Regions from separate parts of the Sus scrofa genome. Here region 2 is linked to region 1. A link is a contact called in public Hi-C data. All regions are on one chromosome and are shown on one strand. Each heading gives the region's core, a stretch centred on a gene start, on an enhancer-like site or on the middle of the called end of the contact. The rest is flanking DNA. Distances are from core to core; before and after follow the strand shown.

Evidence for each region. A called contact is a pair of places that touch in the nucleus more often than the background predicts.
Region 2: a Hi-C map of fetal skeletal muscle shows a contact between it and region 1, with 2.9 times the contacts expected there. The contact joins the promoter of TNS1 here to the enhancer-like site in region 1. A contact is called at or near these places in 2 of 5 promoter capture datasets (fetal liver and liver), 25 of 47 Hi-C or Micro-C datasets (alveolar macrophages, brain, embryonic fibroblasts and 14 more) and 2 of 2 datasets of contacts at active chromatin or transcription factors (alveolar macrophages and skeletal muscle).

What each region holds. Positions count from the first base shown.
Region 1 is chr15:119,943,539-119,950,047 of Sscrofa11.1, reverse strand. TNS1 (tensin-1) reads left to right here. Exons shown (of 36, transcript XM_021075207.1): 36 at 1-1,915. Among named protein-coding and RNA genes, the nearest start is that of TNS1, 200 kb to the left of the region's middle. Within about 2 kb of position 3,892, at least 7 of the 83 cell types and tissues checked have an H3K27ac peak or open chromatin away from gene starts, as enhancers often do. A contact at or near this core is called in fetal skeletal muscle and skeletal muscle, where this site is marked.
Region 2 is chr15:120,138,599-120,145,438 of Sscrofa11.1, reverse strand. It overlaps TNS1 (tensin-1), which reads left to right and starts at 1,642. Exons shown (of 36, transcript XM_021075207.1): 1 at 1,642-1,756.

The DNA.
Region 1 (6,509 bases), core at 2,643-5,142:
ACACACCACCACAACACTGTAGCATATTCTTGCCAAAGATTTCCTTTAAAAGAAAGCACTTTTAGTCATTTTTGTTATTATTTTGTAAATGTGTACCCTTTTTTCTCCCCTCCCCTTCCCCCATGTTTTGGGCTGTTGTTTATTGTTGAATCTGTTTGTCAGCCAGGAGAGTGCCTTCTAGTCTTGAAAACGGGCTGGGGATGGGAGATTGGAAGAGGGCCTGGGAGTTGCTGGCAGGAAAGAGCCAGAGAGGAGAGAGGCCCCGGCCGGCTTGTGCCGCAGCGAGGCAGACCTCAGGCAGGCTCAGGCCCCAACGCCAGGCCCAGCCTACCTCTTGCCGTGCAGCCAGGCCTCTGAGTATGGTGTCTGCAGGGAAGGCAGTGACATCAGCAGGGAGAGAGGACTAGCAGGGTCCATGTGGCCCTTCCCGGCTGGAGCCAGAGGGGAGGGGAAGGCATGGGAATGACGGAGACGTGACCTGGAGGGGAGATGAGGAGGAGGGGAGCTGGATGAGCAAGCTCCGGGGGGAGTGGACTGCCCTGGCCCCACAGTATCCTGGCTCCCTCATTCAGCCGTCCAGCCAGGTGATCTGGGGACAGGTGATTGTCCCAGGTTGGGGAAAGGCCCTTTGATCCTGATGCTCATTGGAGCTTCTCCTGTAGCAGCTCCAAATACTTGAGGACTATAAGGGTCCCTCTCCCCTGGCAGGGTTTTGGGGGATCCCTGGGTGTATCAGAGACAGGCAGGATGGGGATGGTGTCTGGTGGCTGAGTGACTATAAGAGGGAGCCTTTGTAAAGGCTCTCAGGAGGGAGGGAGAGGAACTGGGCATTCTTCTGTCCCACTTGGATGGGCCGGGCAGAGGCTGGGGCTGTGGATGCATCTGTCACCAAAACAGTATCTGTGCCCCACTTTCTCCTCCTCACTGAGGTTCATCCACCACCCCTGTCTCCTGGGTCTTCTCCCCTTCTTTGGTTTTTCCCAGCTTCAGGATCGGGATGATCAAGGGGCAGGGGTGGGGGGTGGGTCACTGCCCTTTCTAAGGGCTGCTCCAGTCCCAACATCTCCCATCTTCGGGATCCTTGGAGGGGCTGGGGGCAGTCCTGGGGCCACACTTCACCCAGGCCCAGGCCCTGAAATCCTGAGACTGGAGTCCCCCTGCCAGTGGTAACACAGGACGTGTGCGTGCGCGTGTGCAAGTGTGGGTGTGTGTGCGTATTTGGCTCGTCTCTTTAGGGAATTTGGGAGTTGGGTCAGAGGTGGTGGGTGATGGATGTCAAGTTCACTAGCACCCAGTAGAGAAAGGAATCCGGAGGCGAGGCCTCTAGGGCCCCGGTTGGGGGAGAATCTCAGTGCTGGCGATGGATGGCGGGGATGGGCCACACCAGGTGGCACTCCTCTGTCCTCAGATGTCCCAAAGGTTGGAGGACCTCTCTGTTCACTTCCCACACCGGGGCTCTTCGCAGCGGCGAGCTGACCGGAGCAGGCTAGGCCACTTTTGTTTCTAATCAGTGTGCAAGGGTTTGAGGCTCTCCTGTGTGTCCACACGTGCAAGAGAGCCCATCTGTGCACGCGTGCTGTGTTTCCCCACTTCTCTCCTCTCCCACATGTCCTTCAAAACAGATGTAAGAAATTCCTTCCCCCCCCTCCCCCCACCTCCAGGCCCTCGGCAGGAGAAACAGAATAACCTAGCATCCTCCCCAACCTCTGGCTGTGTATTTATACAGATGGAAATATACTTTCTATTTTGTTATCATCGTGCCTAGAACTCTGCCACCTTGTATAAACCCTAATGTATGCTACTTACTGGATATGAATGTATTGTACACTGAGGCTGTCCCGCTCCTGTACAGCTGCTTCGTTTCTTTGCGATCCATCGTATGGCTTTATACATGATAAAGTGAAAGAAAAATCAGTGCCATTATGTAGCTGTGTTGTTTGGAAAGGGGGACTGTCAGCTCTCCAGTGGGCGGAAGGGGCCTCGGCCAGGCTCTGGGTGCGTGGTGGGCTTCCCCAAATCCTCCCAGCCGCTTGCCTACCTACCATCCAGGTCGTGGGTCTGCTTACGATGAGTTTTTCATCTGGATTCTTTTAGCTAGAAAAGAAACTCAACTCAACATGGTTTAATGGGGTGGGGGGAGGAGAAAAAGGAATCGAGTGGGACATGTGACCAAGAAGTCCAAGCACAGCTGGATCCAAGAGCTCAAATGGCAGAATCAGGAATTTGGCTCTATTACCTGGTTCTGAGTTGGCTGAGTTCTCAGGCAGACTCTCTCCCAGTGGCGGTACCACCGGATGCTCCAGAATATGGCCCCTCGAGGCCTCAGGCTCTCTTCCTACCACTAAAAAGCTCCTTTTTTTTTTTTTTCTCCCCAGTGTTGTCAACAAAGACCTGGGACAAATGCTCATGGGCTCTGATAGACCCTGCTTGGGTCCTGTGACTAATTCGGAACCAAGGGTTCCATCTAGATCTGGGTCACGTGATGGCTTCTGGAGCCTTCTGAACCACAGAGATGGAGAATGGGGCGGTAGCTGGTCCCTGATGAGCTGGGGTTTCTCAGAGGCAGGGGGAAGAGAGGCTGCCAGGCAGAACCCATGACTGCCCATCGGATGGCCCGTGGGCATCTCACTTGGACCCCGGGCCCAGTGGTCCTGGGTGGATTCCTTGCAATTCAGGAAGTTTGAGATGAGGCACACCTAGCGCAGTGCAGGGTTCCTGGGGAGATGGCAAATAAACACATGCCACAGCTGCGGTTCCCCATCGAGTTGTTTTGAGCTCCGATGAGCTGATATGGTGAGCGTGTGCTGAGACCCCCATGGGGCCAGCATAGTGAGTACCGAGGGCAGCTCCTCCAACTGTTTGGTCCCAGGACTCCTTTACATTCGGTTTTCCTTCCTTCCTTTTTTTTTTTTTTTTTGTTGGCCTTTCAGGGCCACATCCACAGCATAGAGAAGTTCCCAGGCTAGGGGTTGAATCAGAACTGCAGCTGACAGCCTACACCACAGCCACAGCAGTGCCAGATCCAAGCCATGTCTATGACTTAGACCACAGCTCACGGCAACGCCAGATCCTTAAGCCACTGAGCCAGGCCAGGGATTGAACTCGCATCCTTATGGATACTAGCTGGATTTGTTATCGCTGAGCCACAGCGGGAACTCCAACGTTCTTAAAAGTTATTGAGGACCCCAAAGAGCTTTTATTCATATGGTTTCTACTTTCCATACTCACCATATTATAAATTAAACCAGAACATTTCAAAAGTGTGTATCAATTCACTTCCCCAGCACTATTAAACTCACCACATGTTAATGCTTTTATGAAAAATGATATTTTCTAAAATAAAAAAGATCAGGTGAGAAGGGTAACACCGTTTTGCATTTTTGAAAAGCTTCCTTCATGCCTGGCTTAACAGAAGCCAGCTGGGTTCTCCTATGTGCTCCTGCACTCACTGTGTTGTGATATCACACGTGTGCCTCTGGAAGACCCCACCACACACTCGTGGGAAAATGAGGGTGAAAAAGGCAAATAACAGGTTAGTATTATGAAGAAATTAGGTTTGATAAGTTTTGACTTCACACAACCTCTGAAAGGGTCTCAGGGATCGCTGGGGTCCCGGTCTGTGCTTTGAAAACTGCCGCTCTAAGGGACCAGGACACAGGGAGCAGAAACACCCCGCCTGTGATAGAGGATTAACACCCATCGCACCCCCTCTGTGTGCCAGGCTTCATCCTGTCTAATGTTCCTAATGAACCCACGAGGCAGATGTTGTTACCATGCCAAGTGACAAACAAGGAAACTGAGGCCGCAAGAGGTCATTTAGCTTCTAAGTGGCAGAGCTGGTGCTTGTCACTACTGGTGACAGCTGGCATTCCTCACACCCTCTAAGTGCCAGGGATGGCGCTGAGCACATACGTGTATTTTCTCAAGCCACTTACCCGGAGAGATAAGGGCGCTGTCCTTGTCTTCATTTTACGGAGAAGGCAACTGAGGTTCAAAGGAGTTCAGAGATTGCTGGAAATCACAAAGCTGCTAAGTGGCAGAGCCAGGCTACGAGCATAGGCTGAGCTGACTTCTCAGTCCACGCCCTTCCCAGCTCACGCCTCTCGCTCTGCTCCCTGGCTGTGCCACAGAAGGGAAAGACAGACTCTGATGAGGGATGGGCAGACAGGAGAGCAAACCGACAGCTTTAGTCAGGAGGTCAAGGGCTGGGCAGTGGTGCTGGTTTCCCCTGGGTGGCCCAGGGCTCTGGCTGTGTGATGGGGTAGGGCACCTTCGATGCCCCCTAGCTGTGCAGTCAGGTGAACACCTCAGGCTGGTCATGGTGCAGGGGAGGAGAGCCAGGCTAGGACCTGTGTGTGGGGCTGATCTAGCCTGTCTTCCAGGGGACTGCACAGTGAGGCAGGGTGGGGGCCAGCTGTGCTCCCAGTGCCCTTAGGACGGGAGAATGGGCTAGGGCTGCAGCGGAAGCCGGTGAGGAAGTGAGTGCTCACCACTTACCTTATTATACTGAATAAGGTGTGTTTTTTTTTTGTTTGTTTGTTTTTAACACTGCATCTGAGGCATATCAAAGTTCCCAGGCTAGGGGTTGAATCAGAGCTGTAGCTGCTGGCCTATATCACAGCCACAGCACCTTGGGATGGGAGCTCAGTCTGCGACCTGCACCACAGCTCACGGCAATGCCAGATCCTTAACCCACTGACTGGAGCCAGGGACTGAACCCATGTCCTCATGGATACTAGTCAGGTTCATTACCACTGAGCCACAACGAGAACTCCAAGGACATTTTCATTTCCTGTAAAAAAGTGTGGTCCAGGCACTGCCAGCATCAGCATCCCCTGGGGATTATTAGGAAGGCAGACCCTCTGGTCCCATCTCAGAGCAGATCAGAACCTGTGCTTTAACAAGAACCTCAGGAAGCCTGCACGGGTGCTGAAGTCCGAGCAGACTGGGTGGGTATCACACAGCTGCACTTGACCCTGGGCCCGAGATGCTGAGCCTGGACTTGCCTCAGCACCCCTGGGAAGGTCAAGACTGCAGCACTCTTGTCTGGGTCCCTACTGGAGATGAGCGGCCACAGGCCTCACCTCAAGGCCCGTCCTGCTGACAGGGTTCTGGAGCCTTCGCAGAGACTGGGGCCAGGCGGGATGAGGCCTGACCCTGCTGAACTGGAACTCCAGTTGCAGCAGATGTGCAGGGTGTGAGCAGAGTCTGACCTGGGAAGAGGCAGGAACATGAGGTGAAGGTGGAGGGGCAGAGAGATGAGGCTGGGGCCAGAGGTGAGGAGTCAGTCTCAGACTTGGCTGAGAGTACCAAAGCTTGAGTCCCACCCAGAGGTTCCCCGTGACTCTGTCGGAGGTCCCGCTGGGGGGCTGGGATTTTTTTCTTCTCTCCCCAGGAATTCTACAGGCAGTTAGGGCACAGAACCTCTCCCTAAATGCACTCTTCCGTGGCAGGTGTATCTGCACTAGAGATGGGTAGGGAGGAGAGCAGAGGGGGACAAGTCCCCAAGGACAGTCCTTCTCCATGTTCCTTCCTCTGCAGGTGGGAGGAGGCTGGCCGAATGTCTCTTCTTGAACCCAGGGCTGACTCTACCCCAGTCACCCTAAGGGAACATGGCCTCTAGGGCCTATAGGCAGACAATGGTGGGAAGGGAAGGGCTTGGAAAATCTAAATCCAGGGGCTCTGGAATTCCTTCTCAAGGATCTTAGAGCAAAGCCTGCCTTCCCCTTTTAAAGAAATGGCTTTTCCTCATTAGTTGGTGAAAATGACTATTAGTCTCAGCAGTTTCTAAGCAGTTCAAAATATGGAAAGGATATAGATGCTTCTAAAAATACAGTAGGTATAGGAACACACACACACACACACACACACACACACACACACACAGGAGATCTGGCTCCTTGGGCTCTGTTGAGTACCCACATTGGCATCTCCATTCCGTCTTCCGTCCTGCAGACATTCTGGTGGATGTTCCTGGGGTACCAGGCCAGCAACCGGTCAGGGCTGCTCCCACAGTGAGCCGACACCCCCCACCTCTACCCCGGGCTGGGCTAATTAATTAGCAGAGCGGCACAATCAGAGGAGGGAGGGAGCACCCCGTGAGTTCTGCCAGTCAGAACCACTGGGAGGCCCGGTGCACGCTGCCTGGTGCACTCTGCCTGAGCACGTGAGAAAGCTGCAGTCGGTGGAGGCTGGCCAGTGTCTGAAACCTGCAGGAGCCTGAAGGGCCCGGGAGCAGGGGCGCTCAGCTCCGAGAAGAGCAGGCGTCGGGGGGATGGGATGCTTGTGCCGAAAGTGTCATGGCTTCTTTTGGAGAAGACAACACTCTCGGGGCGTCGCAGTGTCATAAGGAGGGCCCTGGGGAGTTCAGAGGAGAAAAGGGCTGCTGGTAAACGAAAGGGATGCTTTGGGAGGAGTCCCTGTGTCTGTTGGGGCGTGAACTACAGAAGGCCCCGCCCAGCCTCCATCCTGGGCGGGGCGGCCGGCTCAGCCTAGGAGGGCGCCCTCTG
Region 2 (6,840 bases), core at 393-2,892, 200 kb before region 1:
CCCCTTTGTGATTTATAAGCATGATGTAGGGAGGCGATTCGAGACTCGTAAATACCCCCATCGTCATCACATTTCAATGTATTCACTTATTTCGAATCATCAGTATGGGCTCATTCAAGCCATTACTGTCATTAGGTATTTTGATGCTCAGATCTTCCCAGACCTGAGGGGCCCCTTCCAGCTGGCTCCTGTGTCCTTTTGTCTGTCTGTCCCCCTTTGATTTTCTGGTTCCCTTTATAGTCTCTGTGCGTTTCTATCTAATCTCTCTCATCCTCTCTTGTGCTTGGTCGTCTCTGTCTTTGTCTCTGCCTTTATCTTCTTTTGTCCTCTTTGTCTGGCCACTGCTTTTCTCTGTTACATTTTGTCTTTCTCACTCTTGTCTCTCTGTCTCTGACACCGTCTTTCTGCCTATCTCTTTGCCTCTCTGTCTTGCTGGCTTTCTGTCTCTTTCCTTCTGCCTGTTTTTCTCCTTGTGTCTCTCTTGGCTCAGTCTCTCTTGCCCAGGACTCACCACTATGGGGTCTTTAGCTGGGAAACCTGGACATGCTGGGTTTGTGGGACGCTGCCTCCCATCTTCTGAACATGTAGAGCTGGGAGACTGGGAGCAGGGTGCAAGGTGGGAGGACTTGCAGGAGACCCCTCTGCCTAGAACGGCGGGGTCTGCATTGTGTCGGGACAGGTCCGTCTATGCACAGAGGGCATCAGAAACCTCTGTACCTTGGGGGGTGGGGGGCTGGAGGGAAGCGCCAATGTCTGTGTTCTGCTGGCCCCTGTTGTTGAATCAGGTTAGACTCCAGGGGGAGGTTGGTGCCTTGGGGAGAAATGGTACCTGTGCGTCCCCCTGCCCCCCACCACATAAGTGACTTCCTGGAGAGGCAACAGGAAGAGCTTTTGCGCCTGGGCTGGGGGCTGTCGGGGGGGGGGGAGGAGAGTGATCCTAAGCAGCATGGCTGCAGGACTTTGTGGCTTTAGGGTGTGTTCCCAAGTGTGGTTGCAACGGATGTGGGGCCCAACCTTGCACTGTCTGTGGGGGCGAAGCTGAAGCCTGTGGTAGCAGTGGGTGGCAGCTGATGGAGAACTTGAGGCAAGCCAGATGCAGGGAAGGCCTGCACTGCAGCTGGCCTCTCATCCCATGTGTGTGGGGGCGGTTTTAAAAAGCATATCTAGGGAGTTCCCATTGTGGCTCAGTGGTTAAGAACCTAACTAGTATATGTGAGGATGCAGGTTCAATCCCTGGCCTCACTCAGTGGGTTAAGGATCTGGTGTTGCCATGAGCTGTGGCTCAGATCTAATGATGCTGTGGCTGCAGTGTAGGCTGGCAGCTGTAGCTCTGATTGGAGCCCTAGCCTGGGAACTTCCATGTGCCAAGGGTGCAGCCCTAAAAAGAAAATAAATAAATATAAAAAAGACACCCCAGAAGGGCCTGCGGTCCGAGATGTTGGGTTCCCGTTGTTGTCTGACCCGCCGTGGTCATTTCCCTGGTCACCTCTCCCAGAAGTGGGCTCAGGGCCTTTCACAGCGGAAGGGGCTCTGGCTTCTCCTTTCCCGCAGTGCTTGCCCGTATCTCCCTTGGCCCCCTGGTCCTTTCCCCGGGAGCCCGGCCCTCTGCCCTGGCCTGACTACTGTGCTCTCCTCCCACAGCCAGAGGATCTGGAGGCCCCCAAGACTCACCACTTCAAAGTGAAGACCTTCAAGAAGGTGAAACCCTGTGGGATCTGTCGACAGGTCATCACCCGGGAGGGCTGCACCTGCAAAGGTGAGTAGGTGCTTGGGCCCCGGGGGATGGGGGAGGGGGTGCGTCTTCACGGTCTTGAGATGGTCTGGGCCCCAGGTTGGACTGTCCCCGGGGTCCTACTTGGTGCCTGGTGCTCATCTGGGAGGGGATGCTGAGCGTGTGGGTATGAATGGATAGCACGTGGCAGGTGATGGGTGGCTTGGAAATGGCTTGTAGCTTATGTGTAGATGACATGAAGAGAGCACGGAGATAGTACACAGATGGCATGTGAATGGCATGGGGCAGGCGTGTGGATGGTATGTGGCAGCAGGTGGAAGGTGTGTGGTTAGTGTGGCTTGTGTGTGAGGGGCTGTGGTTGGCCTGTGGATGGTGTGTGGTTGGTACGTGGAGGGCATGTGGGAGGTGTGTGGGTGGCATGTGCCTGGCACTGGGAGTACTTCAAAGATGCCAAGCCACAGTCCTCCCCTTGTGGCAGCTTAGGGGGTGTTTAAGGGGCCCCCATTCAGCCCCAGGGGAGGGCCTGCTGGCTGCCAGGCTTTTGCAATCACGCTTCTCATGTGCTCCTGGAATGGCCTGGGCTTGGCTGTCCCTGTGGCCGGAGGAGTTGGTATCTTGGCCCAGGTCATACAGTGAAATCAGCAGGAGGCCTCTGTGCCCAGTCTCAGGGACCGACCCCACCACCCAATCAGTTGCCCCACCAGCCAGATGCCTCCCCCTCTCTCTCACCCCTCCTCCTGTTATTGCCAGCTCCCTCCCCACCCCTACAGCTTCTCTGCAGCCAATGCATCTCTCACCTGTACATGCCTCACCTGTACCTGTCTTACCTGTACATCTCTCACCTGTACTGCCTCTCGCATCCTGACCCGCCCTCTCGGTCTATCTCCATATCAGCTTCTGGGGGGCCTTGGTGTCAGTTCCCTGGGTAGAGCCTTGGATCCCTCCCAACACACACTCAAGACAAAGCACAGACTCCTTCCTGTGGCTGCACAGGCGCGTGGATCCACCTCTTGCCGCCTCTTGGACCCATCCCCCTGGCCCCAAGCCCATGGTGAAACCTTTCGTACTTCCCAATATGCCAAGTATACCAAACATGCCAAAGGGCCCACTCTTGCCTGGAGCTTTGCTCACGTGCTTCTCCCACCTGGATTCTCTTCTCTTCCTTCCCTCTGAGCACAGGTCCTGGCGGGGCAGGGAAAATGGGCATCAGAGCCCAGGGATCGATGATTAAAGCACTTCGTATTAAAGCCCTCACACTCACTCTCATGCAGTGCTCTCAGCATCTGGGGGGCGCTGATGTCATCCTTGTTTTACGGATGAGGAAACTGAGGCTCAGACTAGTTAAGTCTCTTGCCAAGGCACACAGCCGGCTGGGTGGGGGGTGGGGTTTCCAATGCGTGTTCTCTGGGGGAGGGAGGGCTTCTTAGATGGGGAGTTTCAGCTGGTATTGGAGGTTGGAATGGGTGGATGGAAGTGTGTGAGTGTGTGGGTGTGTATTTGTGGGGGACATTCCAGGCAAGGCCTGCTGTGGGCTGAGGGCAGAAGTTTGTGGTCCTTAACTGCAGGGCTCTGACACGGAGTTTAGAGGAAAAAAAAAAACATGAACTTTTTGCAATACCAAAAGTAGCCACATGGTGACACCCTCCTCCCAAGAGGTCTGGCTGGGATGGGTGGTGGTTTACGGAGAAGCCAGGGAGGCACTGCCTGGGGCGGGGTTTTGCATTTTGCTTGCCTCACTGCCTCCATCCCACCCTATCCCTTGAACCTGACCCCTCCCGCAGTTCCTTCCCTCAGCCCAGTGACCCCCCAGTGCTTCTCCGTCAGGAGGCAGCACAGGGCTGAGGGTAGAAAAAATCATAGCACACTCACTGGGTAACCTTGGACATCTCTGGCCACACATTTTGTGACAGCCTATGGTCCTGGGTTCCCCAGATGATCTGGCTTGAGGACCCAGGTTGAGGAAGAGATTTGACTCTATATGAATAGAAGGCTCCCAAAGTGAGCAGAGATGGCTCTGGTCTCACCTGGTTCAGAGCCTGGCCCTGCTGGTGTGAACCAGAGTGGAGGCCGGATGGCCAGTGGGCAGCCAGGCTGGTTTGGCAGCTCCAGGTGAGTTAGTGGGAAGAGGGAAGAAGGCCAGGACCACTCTCCAAAACACCATCAGCTGTCAGGTCTGGGCCATGGAAGGACAGGGGCCCCCAGCCCTGCAAGGGAAGATGGAAAGTTCCCATTTTGACAGGCCGCAAGGATACCCCCAGCAAGAGGTGTGGGGCCACCAGGCCTGGGGGCAGGGTTGAGGTCACTGGGCTTATTGGCAGGAGATGCAGGAGAGGGACAGCTCTCTGTGCTCTGGAACCAGGAGGTTGTGATGGCTTGAGATGAACAGACTCTCTGCCTCCCTCCCTCCATCCACCCATCTATCCATCCATCCTCCATCCATCCAGGGCCACCAGATATGGTTGTGCAGATTGTTCGCTGGCTGAGGAGGCACATTGGCCAAGCCCAACCCAAAGGGTTTGCCGTGTTCTCTGGGTCCTCTTCCAGTCTTCCAATCTTGGGCTGCAGCATGGTGACCCTCTGGATTCGTGGCTCGGGGTTCTGGGTCGAAGGTCAAGGCCTTGCATTCACTGCCTCCATGAGGCTTGCAAAGTTGAGGGAACTTTCGCTGCAGGCAAGGGCAGTGAGGACACCTTCCCAGATCTAGAGAGACTGGGGCATTTGTCTGGTTCCCATTGGCTGCCCTGCTCCCCAGCCCCCACCCCCCTGCATTTCACTGTTTAATGGACGATGGCTGAAGGGGTGGGGTGGGAGATGGGGTGGGGAGGGAGTCAAGGTCCCTGGGATCTAGTCCCGGTTCTGGGAGACTCAAGGGAGAATGAAGCAGACAAAAAGCTAAGGTGGGTGGACACGCGGGCTTAAGCATGACAGATGCACAGGCAAAGAGGTGGCCGTGGAACCATGGCCAGTCTTCTACTGCGCTAACTCCTGTGTACCGCGGGGTTAACGATAAAGCTGTCCTCTCTCTCAGGGGCTGATTCTGAGGAGCACCGAGCTTCTGTGGGTGGCTGTGAAATGAGCATGAGTGTCAGGACTAAGGCTCCCTGTGGGGAGACAGATGGATGAGACAGTGGGCAGAGAAGAGGCCTGGGGGCCAGGCCTGTGTTTCCAGCCCTGCTACTCACAGGCCAGGTGACCTCCGATAAATTACTTCACTGCTTGGGCCTCAGTTTCCTCATCTATAGATCAAGGGTTGGACCGAGTATGTCCACTGAGGCCCAGACCATGGGAGGGCCTGAAGAATTCCCTGTTGGTGTCTGTAGAGTCTGGATAACTCTGCCAGTGCAGGCTGCCAGCCCACCCTGCATGCACACATGCACACATCTATGAAGCCCCTCTGGGCTATAGGCTGTGCCCGGAACTGTTGCTGAGACCCAGCCCCTGACCTAGAAGACAGACATGCCATTAGACAATCCCAGAGCCTGGTGGCAAAGCTGACCCAGAGGTGTGTGTGAAAGGCTGTCTCTGACGCAGCTGAGATTTTTCCTGTCAGGCTTTAATAGGGAATTCATATATAGACTGGGTTTTGAGGGATGTGTAGGAGTTTCTCAGATCAAACTGTAGGTATCCCACAGGTCCCTAGGGGCAGTGCACTAGGAAGTCTAGGGCCTTGTCCAAGGGCCCTAGCCTCCTGCCATCCTGAAACCCAAGGAAAGAGACCAGAATGCCAGCTCAAGAGCCCCAGGGCTGCCATCTGGGCTTGGATTGGGGCCCAGACTTAGAGTCCTCCCCTTCCCATTGTCTCTGGTCAGCCTGAAAGGTGGGGTCCCCTTCAGTCTCCCCAGTGTGGGATGCACCTGGGAAAGATGATTTTGTCCTTAATGGTACGAGCCTACCCAGAAGCCCTCACCAGCTGATTTGGGGAAACCTTGTTTCAGGGAGCTCTTTCCTCTTTACTGGGGGTCCCAGCTTCTACCCTGTGTCTGAGGACCTCCTTAGAGTCATTGGAAGCAGCCTAGCAGGGTGGGAAGACCCTGGGTTCTCGTCCTGGCTTGTCCCTGCCTGCTGTGTGACCTTGGGTGAGACACTTAACCTCTCTGGGCCTAGCTTGCTGGTTCTCTAAATGAGGGCTTGGACTAGATCAGAGGTTCTAAACTGTGTTCCAAAGGATCTGTAAGCTTCCTTAGGGGCCTGAGAGGGTAGGCAAAAGGGGAAATCCAAAGGCGGGCTTAAGGTCTTGGGGCCCTGGAATCCCCCACATATTAATCAGAACAGCTCTCGTTTTAGGAGTTAAATATACCAGGAGACAGGATGGTGTGGTGGACTTGCACTTGGCTCAGATGTCCTAGATTCAAATCTCAGCTCTTCCTAGAGAGAACTTGGGCAGATTGCTTCACCTCTCTGGGCCTCAGCTACCTCACCTTTAAAATGGAACATGCAGGAGTTCCTGTTGTGGCTCAGTGGGCTAAGAACCTGACAAAGTGTCCATGAGGGTGTGGGTTTGACACTTTACTCAGTGGGTTAAGGATCCAGCATTACTGTAGGCTGCTGTGTAGGTCACAGGTGTGGCTCAGATCCGGCATTGCTGTGGTTGTGGTGTAGGCCGGCAGCTGCAGCTCCAATTTGACCCCCAGCCTGGGAACTTCCATATGCTGCAGGTGCAGCTGTAAAAATAAATGAAATAAAATAAAATACAATAACACACTCAGCAAACCTTCCTCCTCAGGTTACTGTGGGGATTACCTGAGACAATACACATGAAGTGCTCAGAACAGATGCTGGCACACAGTAAGCATTCAGTAAATGCCAATCATTGAGATTCCACCGAAGAGTCTATCTGCTTCAAGAATTTGGCTGCAAAAACAAAAGCTCAAGAACCACTGAATGGGATGCTCTAGAAGGTTTCTTCTTCTTCTTCTTCTTCTTCTATTTTTTGTCTTTTTAGGGCTGCATCTACCGCATATGGAGGTTCCCAGGCTAGAGGCTGAATGGGAGCTGTAGCTGCCAGCCTACACCACAGCCACAGCCACATGGGATTTGAGCCGCATCTGTGACCTACACCACAGCTCATGGCCACGCTGGATCCTTAACCCACTGAGCAAGGCCAGGGA